Regions from separate parts of the Mus musculus genome. Here regions 2, 3 and 4 are each linked to region 1. A link is a contact called in public Hi-C and HiChIP or PLAC-seq data. All regions are on one chromosome and are shown on one strand. Each heading gives the region's core, a stretch centred on a gene start, on an enhancer-like site or on the middle of the called end of the contact. The rest is flanking DNA. Distances are from core to core; before and after follow the strand shown.

The links. Hi-C and Micro-C count contacts between places; a contact is called where the count stands out from the background. HiChIP or PLAC-seq counts read pairs in DNA pulled down with a chosen protein or histone mark.
Region 2: a contact with region 1 is called in an H3K27ac HiChIP or PLAC-seq map of VIP interneurons, with 6 times the contacts expected there. The contact joins two enhancer-like sites. A contact is called at or near these places in 16 of 39 promoter capture datasets (the 3T3-L1 cell line, 3T3-L1-derived adipocytes, the C10 cell line and 11 more), 3 of 484 Hi-C or Micro-C datasets (bone marrow-derived macrophages, cerebral cortex and neural progenitor cells) and 1 of 115 datasets of contacts at active chromatin or transcription factors (VIP interneurons).
Region 3: a contact with region 1 is called in an H3K27ac HiChIP or PLAC-seq map of embryonic fibroblasts, with 12 times the contacts expected there. The contact joins the promoter of Glrb here to the enhancer-like site in region 1. A contact is called at or near these places in 10 of 39 promoter capture datasets (the C10 cell line, cranial neural crest, embryonic stem cells and 6 more), 1 of 484 Hi-C or Micro-C datasets (cerebral cortex), 6 of 115 datasets of contacts at active chromatin or transcription factors (SST interneurons, VIP interneurons, embryonic fibroblasts and 3 more) and 2 of 9 other capture datasets (adipose tissue and macrophages).
Region 4: a Hi-C map of adipose-derived mesenchymal stem cells shows a contact between it and region 1, with 5 times the contacts expected there. The contact joins two enhancer-like sites. A contact is called at or near these places in 11 of 39 promoter capture datasets (the 3T3-L1 cell line, cranial neural crest, embryonic stem cells and 5 more) and 2 of 484 Hi-C or Micro-C datasets (adipose-derived mesenchymal stem cells and embryonic fibroblasts).

What each region holds. Positions count from the first base shown.
Region 1 is chr3:81,916,136-81,919,371 of GRCm38.p6, forward strand. LOC102640985 (a long non-coding RNA gene) reads right to left here. Exons shown (of 3, transcript XR_375741.2): 2 at 981-2,068; 3 at 454-509. Among named protein-coding and RNA genes, the nearest start is that of Ctso, 15 kb to the right of the region's middle. Within about 2 kb of position 1,601, at least 64 of the 459 cell types and tissues checked have an H3K27ac peak or open chromatin away from gene starts, as enhancers often do. A contact at or near this core is called in VIP interneurons, adipose-derived mesenchymal stem cells, embryonic fibroblasts and 2 more, where this site is marked.
Region 2 is chr3:80,723,727-80,727,081 of GRCm38.p6, forward strand. Gria2 (glutamate receptor, ionotropic, AMPA2 (alpha 2)) reads right to left here. Exons shown (of 16, transcript NM_013540.4): 5 at 3,106-3,159. Among named protein-coding and RNA genes, the nearest start is that of Gria2, 77 kb to the right of the region's middle. Within about 2 kb of position 1,720, at least 15 of the 459 cell types and tissues checked have an H3K27ac peak or open chromatin away from gene starts, as enhancers often do. A contact at or near this core is called in VIP interneurons, where this site is marked.
Region 3 is chr3:80,911,943-80,915,423 of GRCm38.p6, forward strand. Glrb (glycine receptor, beta subunit) reads right to left here and starts at 1,718. Exons shown (of 10, transcript NM_010298.6): 1 at 1,575-1,718; 2 at 26-176. The coding sequence starts at 147.
Region 4 is chr3:80,309,528-80,313,079 of GRCm38.p6, forward strand. No RefSeq gene overlaps it. Among named protein-coding and RNA genes, the nearest start is that of Gm36569, 420 kb to the left of the region's middle. Within about 2 kb of position 1,539, at least 25 of the 459 cell types and tissues checked have an H3K27ac peak or open chromatin away from gene starts, as enhancers often do. A contact at or near this core is called in adipose-derived mesenchymal stem cells and embryonic fibroblasts, where this site is marked.

The sequences.
Region 1 (3,236 bases), core at 351-2,850:
ACATGTGTCAAGAAAGGAAGCCTGAGTGGGTCCAGATGGCAGGGTGCCACACAAGCCTAGCACAACTCTTCATCTTGGGCAAAGCAAAGCAAGAACAGGCAATGTTTGTAATGGCGTGCTAACATCAGTCGGCAGACACAGTCTCCATGGCACCAAAGCACATCATACAAACAAAGGAGAGCCACGGGGAAGCCAGGGCTGCACCAGCTCTCTAAGTTTTAAAGTAAAGGATCAGGATGCTAACTGACAAGGAATGATCATAGACATTTGACATGTCTGTTTAGCATCCCCATGCTGAATGGATGCCTTCATATCCCTTTAGCTACAATAAACAAAGCAGACACTCAGTGTGAAGCCTATCTGACTGGCCACCTCCATTGGTGGCAGTGGAGTCCCAGTAGAATAAGGGCTGGCTTGGACATGCTATTTACCTAAGTTTTTCCCACATCCATCACTTATTAGCTGTTCATCTCTGGGTAAGTTATTTCACATCCGTTCGGTATGGCATGCTGTGTAAATAAAGAGAAGAATGTCCTATTTATTAAAAGGATTCATGGTGACTAGATCTAGAGCAGAGACAAATTATGTACTAATATGTACCTACTAGTAAAAGCAAGGTTTCTTTATGCCTTCCTTAGCAATTATCTTATATTGCTTTCATCAAGTTCCATACTAGTCACTATAAGTAGTTTGTTGCTACTATGAAAATAAAATGAATTTACATTTTTCAGCCACATTTTCCAGACACACTCATTTGCATGCTCTCCTCCAACCACTGAATGTCATCTTGCAGGATTTTCATAAGGTATGAATATTTATTGTTATTTAAATGCAATCCTGTGCGAGATAAAATTGCAGCCTCAGACCTAATTCAGTCTGTCCTTCCTGCCTGTGCATAATATGCATATGAGATGATGTAATGAAAGACCTAGGTATCTCTGTCACTGTCCCTTCCACACACTTAAACCTCATGCTCTTACCTGACAATAACCAGCAGACAGGCAGGGAACAGGGCCAGGGGTCCTTGGGCAACAGAAATCCACTGCTGTACCATGGGAGACACTGATATGCCCCTATCCGAGGCAGACCTGCTGTGAAATGACATCGGTGCTGTCACTGGCATGAACACAGGTAGGAGATGCTCTATAGATTCCCCTCACAATTCTCTGCAGTGATAGCAGGGAATGGCGCCATCTGAACCCTCCAGTCTCCCACAACTCTAGCCCTTAATAGTTCACCTGAGACCATGCCCTGGGGTTCCGTGGCAGGGCACCTTAAAGCTACCTTTGGAGAGTTCCACTGTGCTAGGAAAAGGTATTCACTCTTGCTACACCCACATGACCAGGATTGCTTGTCAGTTCCTCATCTTCTATGGCCTGCATCTGCCTTGTGTAGAAAGCCGGCGGCAGGCAGGCAGGCAAGCAGCTGTGTTGGTGAATGGGAATTCCAGTGTGGCTCAGAATGCTAGGTTTCCCTATTGACTCTCCATCCTTTCCAAGGTTTATACTCTCCATATTTACCCTGGCTGCTGTTTAGCAAAGACCTTAATGCTGCAATCTCTGTTGGGGTTGGTATGACTCAGGGATGCCCTCCCTGAAGACTAAGAACTCCTTCCTCCCCTCCTCAGACAGGCCCCAGGCACAGGACTGTTATTTTCCTGGTCTGGTTCTGAGGATGTCTGGCCACAATGATTCATGGTGTTTTTTTAATATGTGGCTGGAAGCTATTGTTAGTTCTCAGATACAGACACCTACAATACACACAGTAAGGGAAAAATCCTCACCCATGTTTGATTATACCATTGTAGTACATAGAATGAGAAGAAAAATCCCCTTAAACTTTAGAGTTGAATAAATGTCAAAGGTACAGATATTTGTCTGTATGTGGTTTTATTTTCCTTCCACGGTACATGTCATATCGGAAGGAACGTCAACCATGGAGCTGGCTTTCTTCAAAAGCTCACTTTTGAAGGATTAAGGAAGTGTGTTCTACTCTTCCTGCTGTCATCTCTTCTTTCTGATGCTTGATGAACAGTGCTTGTCGTGAGTTCAAGGCCACCCATGGGAAGCTGGGGAAGAATCATATAAAGCGTGTCAAGTTCATTCAGGCTGCCTGAGGTCCAGTCCATCTTAGCTGATAGTTCTTGGGTCCTATTAATCCCCAAGCTCTGTCTCTTGGCTGAATTGCAGCTGGCTGTGAGACATGTAACAGTGCTTCTGTCGCCTGGGATCAGCTGCCTCTCCCTGATGACTAAGCCCTTCCCTGGCATGTAGGCAGCTAGCGACTTCATATTCTCCATCATATCCTCTAACCTCAATCGCCTCTGAGACAAGTTGACCTCATCTCTACCGTGAAGAGCCACAGCAGACAAGCAGGCCCTCCACACAGAATCTAGAAAGCACGGGGATTTTTTTTGTAGACATGAAATACCACGAAGAGCTGTGTTACACGGTCTCTCTTTTGGCCCTCTAAATGATAAGGCCTCTCTGTTCTCCATAAATGGTTTAAATGTGCTTTCTCTGTATCTGTCAGTCTCTTTTGGGAATGTTTAATCACCAGTGAACTAAGAATCTGAGCCACCATCTCTTTCCATGAGCTATCCCAGCGTTCAATACCTCCAAAGTCGCTGTCAGAAGAAAAGAGACATTTTTTGTTAGTTACTTTGATAGATTAGCATTACTTATTGCTTCAATTTAATACAAACAAAATCTTGTTGCATTATGATTGAACCCATTAAAGACAGAAAAGTAGAAAAAATTGCAAATCTCTATAAATCTGTTGATTTTATTTTATTTTTTTTTATTTTTATTTTTATTTTTTTACTATTTTCTTGGTGTATGCTATGGAGTCTTGCTGATCAAAGATTACAAATGGTAACAAGCAGTAACTCAGTTCATTATGGCAAATTAATATCTCCACAGCTTGTGCTGCTTGTTCTTTGTGGGAAATCATACATTAATTTCATTTAGATCCTGTAAGTGTGGGGTCTCTAACCTGACACTTGAGTATACAATTATCTTTAACATTAGGAAATATCACTTCAGAGGAAAAGATGATCCTATTCAACAATTATATCTCATTCATCATAGAAGTTATCCATTAAACATCTGCTGCTATTGACCTCTAAGGCTGGAGATACTGAATAGAACATGCTGTAGCTTCATAGTCTCAAAACCAATACTTCTGAGTATAGAATGTAAAAGGATGTCTATCTCAATTATCTTTGAAAATATGCT
Region 2 (3,355 bases), core at 470-2,969, 1.2 Mb before region 1:
ATGTTGCTTTGATCTATAGGCCTTTCTTAGTTCTAAATAATAACTCATATCCATAACTTTTTGAACAGAATTTCCCAGAGCAAGTAGAAGCCACTCCATCTTAATCCTAGGACAGTGACAAGAATATCTGTTTCTGCGTTCAGAATGCCCCCTCTGCCTTCATGCACTTGGGAACAGAACAGGGCAGTTTATGTGACACAGAGCAACAGAGAATCAGATTTACCCAAATATCAACTGGACCCCATTCTTGCTGTTTTCTCCCCATCTTGGTTCTATTGAGGCCTCACAGGTTGCTGCTCTCATCAAATTCTCAGTAATGTGCACATGGAGCCAAGGTCTGCCTCTCCGGACTGAGGAAGAGTGTACACAGCAAGAGCAGGAGCCACCTGTGTGCTTCCAGTGCTTGGTGCTTGACACATGTCTCCTGTCCCTGCCCCGCCTCATGCCTCATCTGTTTAGTGCACTGAGATAAAGCCTCTAACTTCCTATCTTGCTGGCAGTTTTGGTCTCATTATCTCTTTCTTTGGGTTTCATTTAATTTTATTCATACTGTCACCTTACTCTGATTATACAACGAACAGCTTCAACTGAAGTCCTTGATAGGTTTGATGCTGGCCTAAATAAGGATCTGCATTTATCCAACATTTTCTTTCTTTACTTTTTGGCACATTTTGAACAGTTTCCCAGAGATGATAGAAGCCATTCTGTTATAATCCTTGGGCAGTGACAAAACAATCAATTTCTGGGTTTAGAATGCTATCTGCCCTCACGAACTTTGGAAGAGAATAATGCATTTTTCATATATATGTGAAACAGGAGGAGAAAGGAGAAAGAGAGTGGATGAGAAAGAAGAGGAGGAGGAGAATTAGAAGACAGAGGGGAGACAGAGACACAAAGAGAGCTAGACAAGTCAGATGCAATATCTCACCAAATTAAAACCATCCTATCATTTAGGGAGATGTATTCACCAGACTGAAAACCAAGTGATTCTTACCAATTGTGAAGCCTACATACTCTAAATGGTTATTAACAAGTTAAATCCATGAGAAGAGCAGAGAGGATAAACATGAGCACAGGGTCTTATGACCCTCATCATATTATGGATCACTTAACCTTTCAAAGGCTACAAAGAGAACTTAATTAGAGCCAGCATCTAAAGAAAGAAGTCCACCCTTTAGCATCTCTTAAAATAGCTTATCAGTATGTGAGGAGTTTAAAGAATCTTTTACAACCACCCCTTCTAGCATACATAAGGCACTGGCCACAGGAAAGTGTTAATTTCCTATTGAGAACTTGGAGGATAAAAACCCTTTAACATCAAGAGGCAGTTTTCAGACTTCAACATCATGAAGGGTCAAATTCTCAGACATTCCAGTAGAGTCAGAACTCCTTCACAACTACCCGAAGCTTGTGAGTAGAGGAAATCAGGCATTCAGGGAAGAGAAAACAGACCCTAATTCAGCATCCAAGATAATTTAGGTAGATTTCTAAATAGAATCATGACCAAAGCATGGACTTGCTCCCTTAGACAACAGTGCTTTCCTTTTTCATGGCATTACATAGCAACTCTCAAATTGATGAGACACCTTCTGTCATTATTTCTCAATGTTCCAATATAATCTTCTCCATCTGGACATTTTTAAAGATCGCAGCTTTCACTGTGGCACTGTGCTCTTCTATCAAATGGCACAATTCACACAGGGACTGAGTGTACAGGCTGTTTCAGGCTTGGAACCGAGCTGGGCAAAACTCATTGCAGAGCCTCGTCTCCTGTTAACCCTTGTGTCTACACAGAGTCTTTTCTAACCTCCTAGGTACACACTAAAAGGAAAATCCCAGAGGATTGCTATAGGAGCTTGTAGCCCTGTCACTCAGGGTACTCACTGATACTAACTCTCAGCGAAAACACTATTTATTGAAGTGTTTGTTCTGTTTTTACATTTTTCTGTCATACTAAAAATGTTTTCTGGGAGATAAACTGATACACTATGAACCATAAAAAGAAGCCTGCATTTGAATAAACACAAAGCTTGTGTGAAGTCCCATAACACAATCAAGAATAAACATTCATTTGCTGCCTCTTTTCCTGGTCTCACCACGTTTTGATCAAGTTGTGTGGACATAATTTCCGACAAACAGGGTCATAGCTATTCAAAGCCCATGAGGAAAGCCAAAGCCTGTTTGACTCCCACTTTAAAGCCCATTTGGAAATAAAAATAAATGTTCAACAATCTAAATTGATTGGATATAATTATAAAAGAAAAACAACAAAGAAATATAATTAACCAATCTGCTTTTTCAATATGTACTGCATGGACAAGAATATTGATAGGAACATGATCAACACCTCAGTTTTCATTTCATTGTGTTACTTATATAATATGTAGAAAATCAGAAGTAAAATATTTTCAAAACATTACTATTACATTGTTATAATATATAATTGATAATTTTATTGACATAAAGTATGTTTGTAGAATTAATTTCTTCATAAATGTGCATCAGTTTCATATATTATTTATATTAAAAACTCAAATATGTATGCGAGAAGTATATAGAACACAGTGGCATAAAAATAGATAACTAAAGAGTTAAACTTCATATTTTTGAAAAGTTTCCATTAGTGGAAAATTATCAAGAAAATTTTTGAATAAATATGGTTATGAAGATTCTTATATCACATGTAATAACTGGAACTAATTTAAAGATGTAGATTGGAAAATAAACCTAAAGCAATCAAATAAAACATCTCCTTTCTTACCAATAAAATAAAATCAGACTATATTTTTTTAAAATATTCCTTCCGAATGATGATTATACCAAGTAAATATTTAAAAAGCAACAACAACAAAAAAGAGTAGGTAGAGGGACTGGGAAGGTGGCTCTATATTTAAGTTCCAGGTTTGGGATTAAGTTATGACAGGATGGCTCCAGATAGGTCACTTCAGTTCTAATGGACCATAGGCCCTCATCTACAATCATAGGTACTTTATGCAGATAGTGCACAAATAATCATGCAGACCAAACACCCATACACATGAAATATCAATAAATATATCGTAACAAAAATTAATAGATAAAAATAATGTCAATTAATTGACCTACCAGATTTGCAATGATATAATGGTACCCTTTAACATGCTTTCCAATGGTAATAACCTAGCAAGGATAAAACACAAACATTTAATACATGTGAAGAACAACATTGCAAAATTTATGCTACAATGGTCTAATTAGCAAAAGATGAAAATTTAAGTTTTATATTCCACAAGTCATTTTCAATGAAACATTTGTATCAAATACAGAGAATATTTCTCAGGAAAATATATTGATTCACTTTAGTGATTAATAATGT
Region 3 (3,481 bases), core at 468-2,967, 1.0 Mb before region 1:
AGGATATACGATGTGAGGAACGTACGATGGGCACAAGTACTGCTTCTTTTTCCCCTTCCCTTTCTTGGAAGACTTTTCTTTAGCACAAGCGTCTTCAAACAACAAGGACATTAAAATAAAAAAGGAGATTGCCAACGAAAACTTCATCTTGAAAACGGAAGTTTCAGCAGCTCAATCTAGGAGAGAAAACAAGAAGGTATTCACACTTAGGGAGCATGTGATAAGCCTGTGACTTCCCTTTAAGGAGCTTCTCATGATGGCTACCCAACGGGCAATCGTATCTCAAATCCTACATCACTGAACGTTTGAGTGTCCTTTATATAGCAGGAAAGCCTATTTATAGTCATGGTGAGACTCAGTTCAAGTAAAGATATAGAGAAAACCAGGTTCTAGTAACAGACAATTGGAGATTGTACAATTTCCAAATCTGGGATTATATGAAATTAAAATTTGGCATTAAGTTGGAGAGTATTTCAAAATAGGTTCATACCTGTAAGGATACTTAACCCACTGTTAAAATGGTTCACTCTAGCTAGAACACTTGATGTCAAATTTTAAAATGTAGGTTGTATGGATTTCTATGCTTTTTTTTTTTTTTCAAAAAAAAATCACTAACGGACTTAATTCAAAGGAAAGCAACAAACAGAAAGGTAAAGGAAGACTGGCATGAAACACTCTAAACTCACTGCTTGTAAAATATCATTAAATTTGCATGCTACTTTGTACCCTAAAAATGCCATGCAGTAAGTTGACTTGTTAGTTTTCCCATTCGTGTGGGAACTCTTGTACCAGTCATCTTCAAAAGATAGTTCTGAGTAATAGTAAAGAAACAAAACTGGAAGTGTGCTTCAGATAATGTTCCTACCTACAAATTAACATCACTGCCTATGCCCAGAAGAGAATATCCTTGCCAAAGTACAATAAACAATACAGCAAACCCTCAAGCATTTACTAACAGCAGAATAGCTAAAAACAAACAACAACAAAAAACAAAACAAAACATCAACAACAAAAAAACCCTCTTCTGTGTGCTTTGTTTTCAGATCATAAAATTGTTTTCTGCAAACTGAGACCTAAACGCCCAATTCCCATCCCACTCTGTTATCTGGAGCACCAGTGTCCTGTATTTACCCGCCCCCTCTTCTCAGGTTCACCCCATATTTATCCTATACACCCCCAAAGCAGGCCCAAAGGGCATGTCACTAGGTCCTTCACCCGCAGCCACCTCTACCACTCTGGGATGAGAGTCCCAGTACTGCAATAGGTCTGTCCCCACTTGGCTCACAGCCCCTTATCCTCCTGGAGCGATGCTAGCTGCTACAGCCGGGCTCCCGCGCGACCCTTGTCCGCAAGGCTCTGTGGCTTTCCAGAACGGCCGGCCGCTGCAGGGCCAGGTGAGCCTCCCCACAGCACCCCAGGGCCCTCGGCGCCTCTGGTCCCCAAACCCCGGCCCCGGCCCCCGCGGGCATCGGACACTGCGTCTTGCACCGAGCCCGCCTCGGGCCCCAGCTCGGCCCCGCCGCAGTGCGCAGACCCGAAGCCCGCGCCGCAGGGAGCTCGCCGCCAGGCCTTACCGCACGCGCCCCTCAGCCCTCCGCCGAGGTGACGGCGGCGCAGGTGGCGGGCGCAGAGGCAGCTGCGACCAGCGAGTCCCGCCGCCGCCCGCGCCACCGCCGCCACCGCCGCCGCCGCCGAGTTTGACGCGCCTGCTCCGCCCCTGAGCGTGCGCCGTGGCGCGCCGCGGACAACTGCGGGGACCGCGGGCGGCGGAGGTCGCCACCGAGAGGGACGAGACGCTGCACGGTGGTGGTGGGGACGGGGATAAGGGAGGGAGAAGGGACCTTAGGGCTCTTTGGAGGGCATCATCGCAGGACCCCAGCGGGAGACTGTTAGAAAAGGAGCTAAAATAAAGGAGCAGGGCTCAAGAGGAGGTTTGTGGCACTAACTACATGATGTGGGACAGCAGTTGGCCTTCCTGAACCAAAGTGGACGAGATTCCTGTGGTTTCATCATCTTCTCTTTCTGCCTTCTATCTTAATGTCGGAATGATAATTCCAATTTCTGAAGTCTGATCTTTCTACTCAGGCTTCATGTGGTCAGAATCATTACAGTAGTATAGCATACATAGTGCAAGGAATGCTGCTCCTAACATTGGTTGCACAGTTGACATTGAGCACAACAGGGTCCCTTCATAGTGTCGCCACTGACCCTCAGTGTGTCTAGACAACTGTACATCCTTCTCAATTTTATAGACGGTGAAATTGAAATTCATGCCATTAAGAGATTCAATCACCTGGAGTTTACAGATCTTAAAAGAGATTTAGCAGTGATTTTGCATGGCAGTGCCAGTTAGTTTTTGCCTTTTGGTACTAAACTACTCTAGCTTTCATTTCCATAGTTAAGAAACAACTTCTTTTAAACTTAAGCACCCTACCCATTCCTTTAAGACCCCACAGGAGTTCATTCCCTCTCTTCATACAATTTCCCTTTCTGTGGGAAAATTGATGCCCCTTGCTTCTGTCGAATAAACGCAGTTTTGTTTGCTGAGGTCAGACTGTATCTCGGAATCCCATCTGCTTTCCTCAAGCTACTGCTGGAATATTATTATGCCCGTGCCTCCATGCCCACCTGATAATAACTCTTAAGGGAAGCCTAGCAGATTTGAACCCAAGTGAGCATGGTCCAGCCTTGTATGTAGAAGAGCAGATGTTCCACTAATTCATGTATAGGCCTGTTAAACATGAGAGAGGGGCATTCCCTCCACCCAGACACTGTCTTTCAGCTCCACAAAGCTTTCTGTGTCACAAGGGCAGCAATAACTAGGAAGCAATCCTTATTTCCATTGCTAAGTCACAGCTGCCTTGTTTTAAAGCTTCACTAAATAGAACAGCATGCCTTTTTTAATTATATCAAAACATGACCACACATTTTATTTTATTTTATTTTTATGTTTTGGATTTGTCAATTTGGTATCTCTTTCACATTTTTAAATATTTATTTATTTTTAACTGTCTTCATTAATTAAACTAATAAAATTTATTTTAAAATATACAATTCAGTATTTACATTTTTAAATCATCAAAATAATTTATAATAGTTAAATGCCTCTTAAATATACATGATATCTTCTGAAGCTAAAAGTAACACGCACTCAAACAGTTTTTAAGGTCTATTAGAAACATTAAACACAATAGAAGTAGAAAAAAATTCTCTTATGAAGTCCTCTATGTAAGGAAATTGTGACAGGTTCCTGATTAGACAGAAACAGTTCTGTGGCTTCATAGAATGAATTGGGAAGTGTTCCTTCTGTTTCTAGTTTGTGGAATAGTTTGAAGAGTATTGGTATTAGGTCTTCTTTGAAGGTTTGATAGAATTCTGCACTAAACCCATCTGGTCCGGAGCTTTTTTTTTTTTTTTTTTTTTTTTTTTTTTTGGTTGGAAGACTTTTAATGACTGCTTCTATTTCATTAGGGCTTATGGG
Region 4 (3,552 bases), core at 289-2,788, 1.6 Mb before region 1:
GCTTAGCCTCACAAAAACTAGATGTGGGAGTGTAGGGGGAGGATACCCAGAGTGCCCCAACTTGGTCTGAGAAGGGGATGGGAGATAATGGGGGAAAGGATCTTGGAAAGGGGTGGCGAGAAAGGGGACAGTGAATGGGATGTAAAGCAAATAAGAAAAAAACCAAAAAACAAAAAACCAAAATCCCTAAGGATAGTGTTGACCTTCAAAAAATAATTCTCTAATTCTCCTACTAAAACAATATTGAAATATGATTTCAAAGGAGTATGTGATAAAGAGACCAGAGAGCTTATCTGGGTATTAGGTTAAGTACTTTAGAATTAATTTTTACATTTAGAAAATACTTCTGTATTGGTAAAATGATAACATTTCAGGAATCAATATTCATAAGACTTCCTTGAATTTGACTAACAAATGGCTAGACTATCTTTGAAATATTAAAGGTTACAGTAAATAAAGGTGAGGGGAGAACGTTTTAAATGACCAGAAAACATGATCCTTACATGTAAAATTCATAAGCAAATTTTTCATGAAATACCTGGCCTTTCTCTGTGCTGACATTTGGGGTTGAGTTTTGGCCTTGTTTCAGGGTCACTGGTTAAATGCCAGAGGTTTCACGCATCAAAGGCCAACAACTCTGGCTTCAATGAACACAGCGCTGTCAATTAAGCTTTCTGTGCTCCCCAGCCCCTTCCTGGACAGAGCAAAACTCCAATACACAAAAGTAAGTTAGAGGGCGCTTTTTAGGAAATTAGAAAATTATAGTGAGTATTTCAAAAATAAACTTGCTAGTACACATTCTCCACTTTAATAGTGACAAGATTCACACCTGTATAACTGTCATAATTTGAACCCTCACTGCTCAGTTCTCCAGTCTTCAAGAACCACCAAAGCTCAGGCTTCTCCTGGGATACTGTGAGGCAGGATGGTATTGCTTAACCTCTCTGTTACTTTGAAGCCTCTTCTAACAGCCATTGATTATCTCCTGGCACCGCAGCTTGAATGTGATCCACTTTCCAATCCCACAGTTGACCCCTATTTCCCTGGCAGCATCAAAGTTGCCTGATGTCAAGACGTGCATGTCTCCACGCTCCGGTGTGTTCTGTTCTCACCTTTCTTTCTCCCTTCCTCTTCACCCATGCTCCATTTTTCTATCACAATTCTATCAGCATGACTCACGGCTCTCTATTTTATCTATTCTATGTACCTTTGGGTATGAGAAACAAAGTGAGGTTGGAAATATCATCAATAGGGAAGCATGAAGAAGGGGAATTGCCTATCACACTCGCAGAACACATGGGGAGAAAGCAGAAGCAATCTCCTCAGCCAGTGGAGTGCGTAATCAGCACTCACTAAAACCTTGACTTCACTTGGCTTTCCAGTGCTGTGCAGTTGAGGGGTGTGCAAAACAGTTCCATTTCAATCCCTGCTTTCACTCCCAGGGGAAAAATAAATTCAGAAAACTCGGGTCCAACTCTCTAACATATATTTCTTATGAATACCAAATTGTGTGCTAGGATGTGGCCATGGAAACAGGAATACAGTGTGGCTTCAGACACATTAAAGTCAGAAAGATATATAAAGTACAAAGCACTCTATTGAATGCACTGAGGATTAAAAATAGGCAAGAAGAGAATCACTTATAAATTTATAAATGGAATGATTTATACATTTTCTTAGTATTTTTGTAGCATTTATGATAGTATAGGCAGGCACCCATATTTAAAGTGCCTTCTCCTAGATGGCCCACCTCATTCATTAGAAATTATAATGTTGTCAATGTGCCCTGTAGAAACAGTGCTTAAATAACAATAAAACAGATATGTACTCGATGCATTTTGTGCTGCATAGTACACAATGAAGGAAGGTAGATTTTGCATTTTGGATAGAAGTTTATTATAGAATTATACGCATAATGAAATTATAGAGCACACATTTGCTCCCAAGAGCAGAGAGTGAAAAGGAGACAGGTGAATGTGTGGAACTGATGACTTTATAGGGGCTCAGTGTAGAGGAATGAGAGTGTGAAGTTCCAGCCATTGATAGTGTGTGTGTGTGTGTGTGTGTGTGTGTGTGTGCTTAATCACAGGAGTCTCACCTAGTGTTCTTGGCGAGGGCAGGAAACCCTCTTACTTGCATGAAAATCAGTAACCATTCCTTCTTTGGTAGGCTTTCTCTCAGAGAAACTACTTAACCAGAGCCTAACCTGCTAAGAATTCAGAGCCTTGCTTTTGGGGAGTAAGAGAAGTGTCTATGTACTATAGCAGCCACCGGATTTTATGGAACAACTGGAAACACTCAGACTCTGGGAATGTTCCCAGCACAGAACCATAGACTCTTTGAATGAGTAAATACTAACTGGAATCTGAAGGCATCCCAAAGGCAAAATTGCTAAAGGCTTAGTCACCAGACTGTGGTGTTAGTGGGGGATAGAATATTATAGGAGGGTCAGGTCACTGGAGTGCTCCTTTGAAGGGGATTGTGGATACAAGCTCTTGTCCATTTCTCTCTTTGTTCCATGGTTATGATGTAGAGGGAAGATTTACTCTGTCACGTGCTTCCTGCTCTACCATAGGCTCAAAGCAATATGGCCAACTAACTTGCTCTGTGAGCTGTGCAACCACTAGTTATTTCATCTATTTCAAGTGGATTATATAAGATATTTTGTCACCTTCTTGAAAAGCCAACTCTCACAGTTCCTTATCTCCCTGTCTACACATGACTAGAAACATGTTTATAGAAGTTGCTTTCACACAATACTTGCTTTGAACTACCAAAAGATTGAAATCATTTGTAATATAGGAGAATTCGGACAAAAAACAAAAACCACTTGATTTGTAGTCATGTCCTTGGATGCAAGGTGAGGGGAGTCATTTTTCTTTTCTAACAGCACTCTGCCAAGCGGGATGGGGGTGGGTAGGGGAGGTGGGGGGGTTGATTTTGCTAGTGTGAATCTTTCCAGAGGAGAATGATGAAAGAAAGCCTAAGTGAAGTTAAGACAGCCATGATCACTGCAGTTTCCAAGGACTGATAAAGAACTGAATTAATGATTTATATGCTTATGAAACTTCCAAAATGTGAAAAGGTGTTGATGTGAAATTCAGGACCTTAAGACTAAATTAATGAGTCTGAAGAAGGAAAGTGATAAAGACTTGAGGCTGGGGATTAGAAAGCCTCAACTTCAGTTTTCATGCGATTGATGATGAAGTTTTCTCTTCAAGATTTCTTAAGCTAATTCTTTACTTAAAGTCTGATGCTTTTGTTGATAACTTTAAAAAGTTCTGCTTTCAAAGAATGTCTTGATTCTAGTCAGTCTGCTTGGAACATACAAACCTGCACAGGTGAGTTGTGTGCAGTTCCCTGAGCCCCATGTACTATCTCTGGGCTTGTTTTTCAGTTCTGGTGACCATTGTGGGACCCTCAGAGCCTCCTATTATTCTGTAGAAAACTGAGGAGATCACAAGAAATACTAATTTGGAACATTTCTCTACCTGTGCCTTGCCAGTGAGGTCTACCTGAGGCACAGCCAGCATAGTCCGTTACCCTAAACTT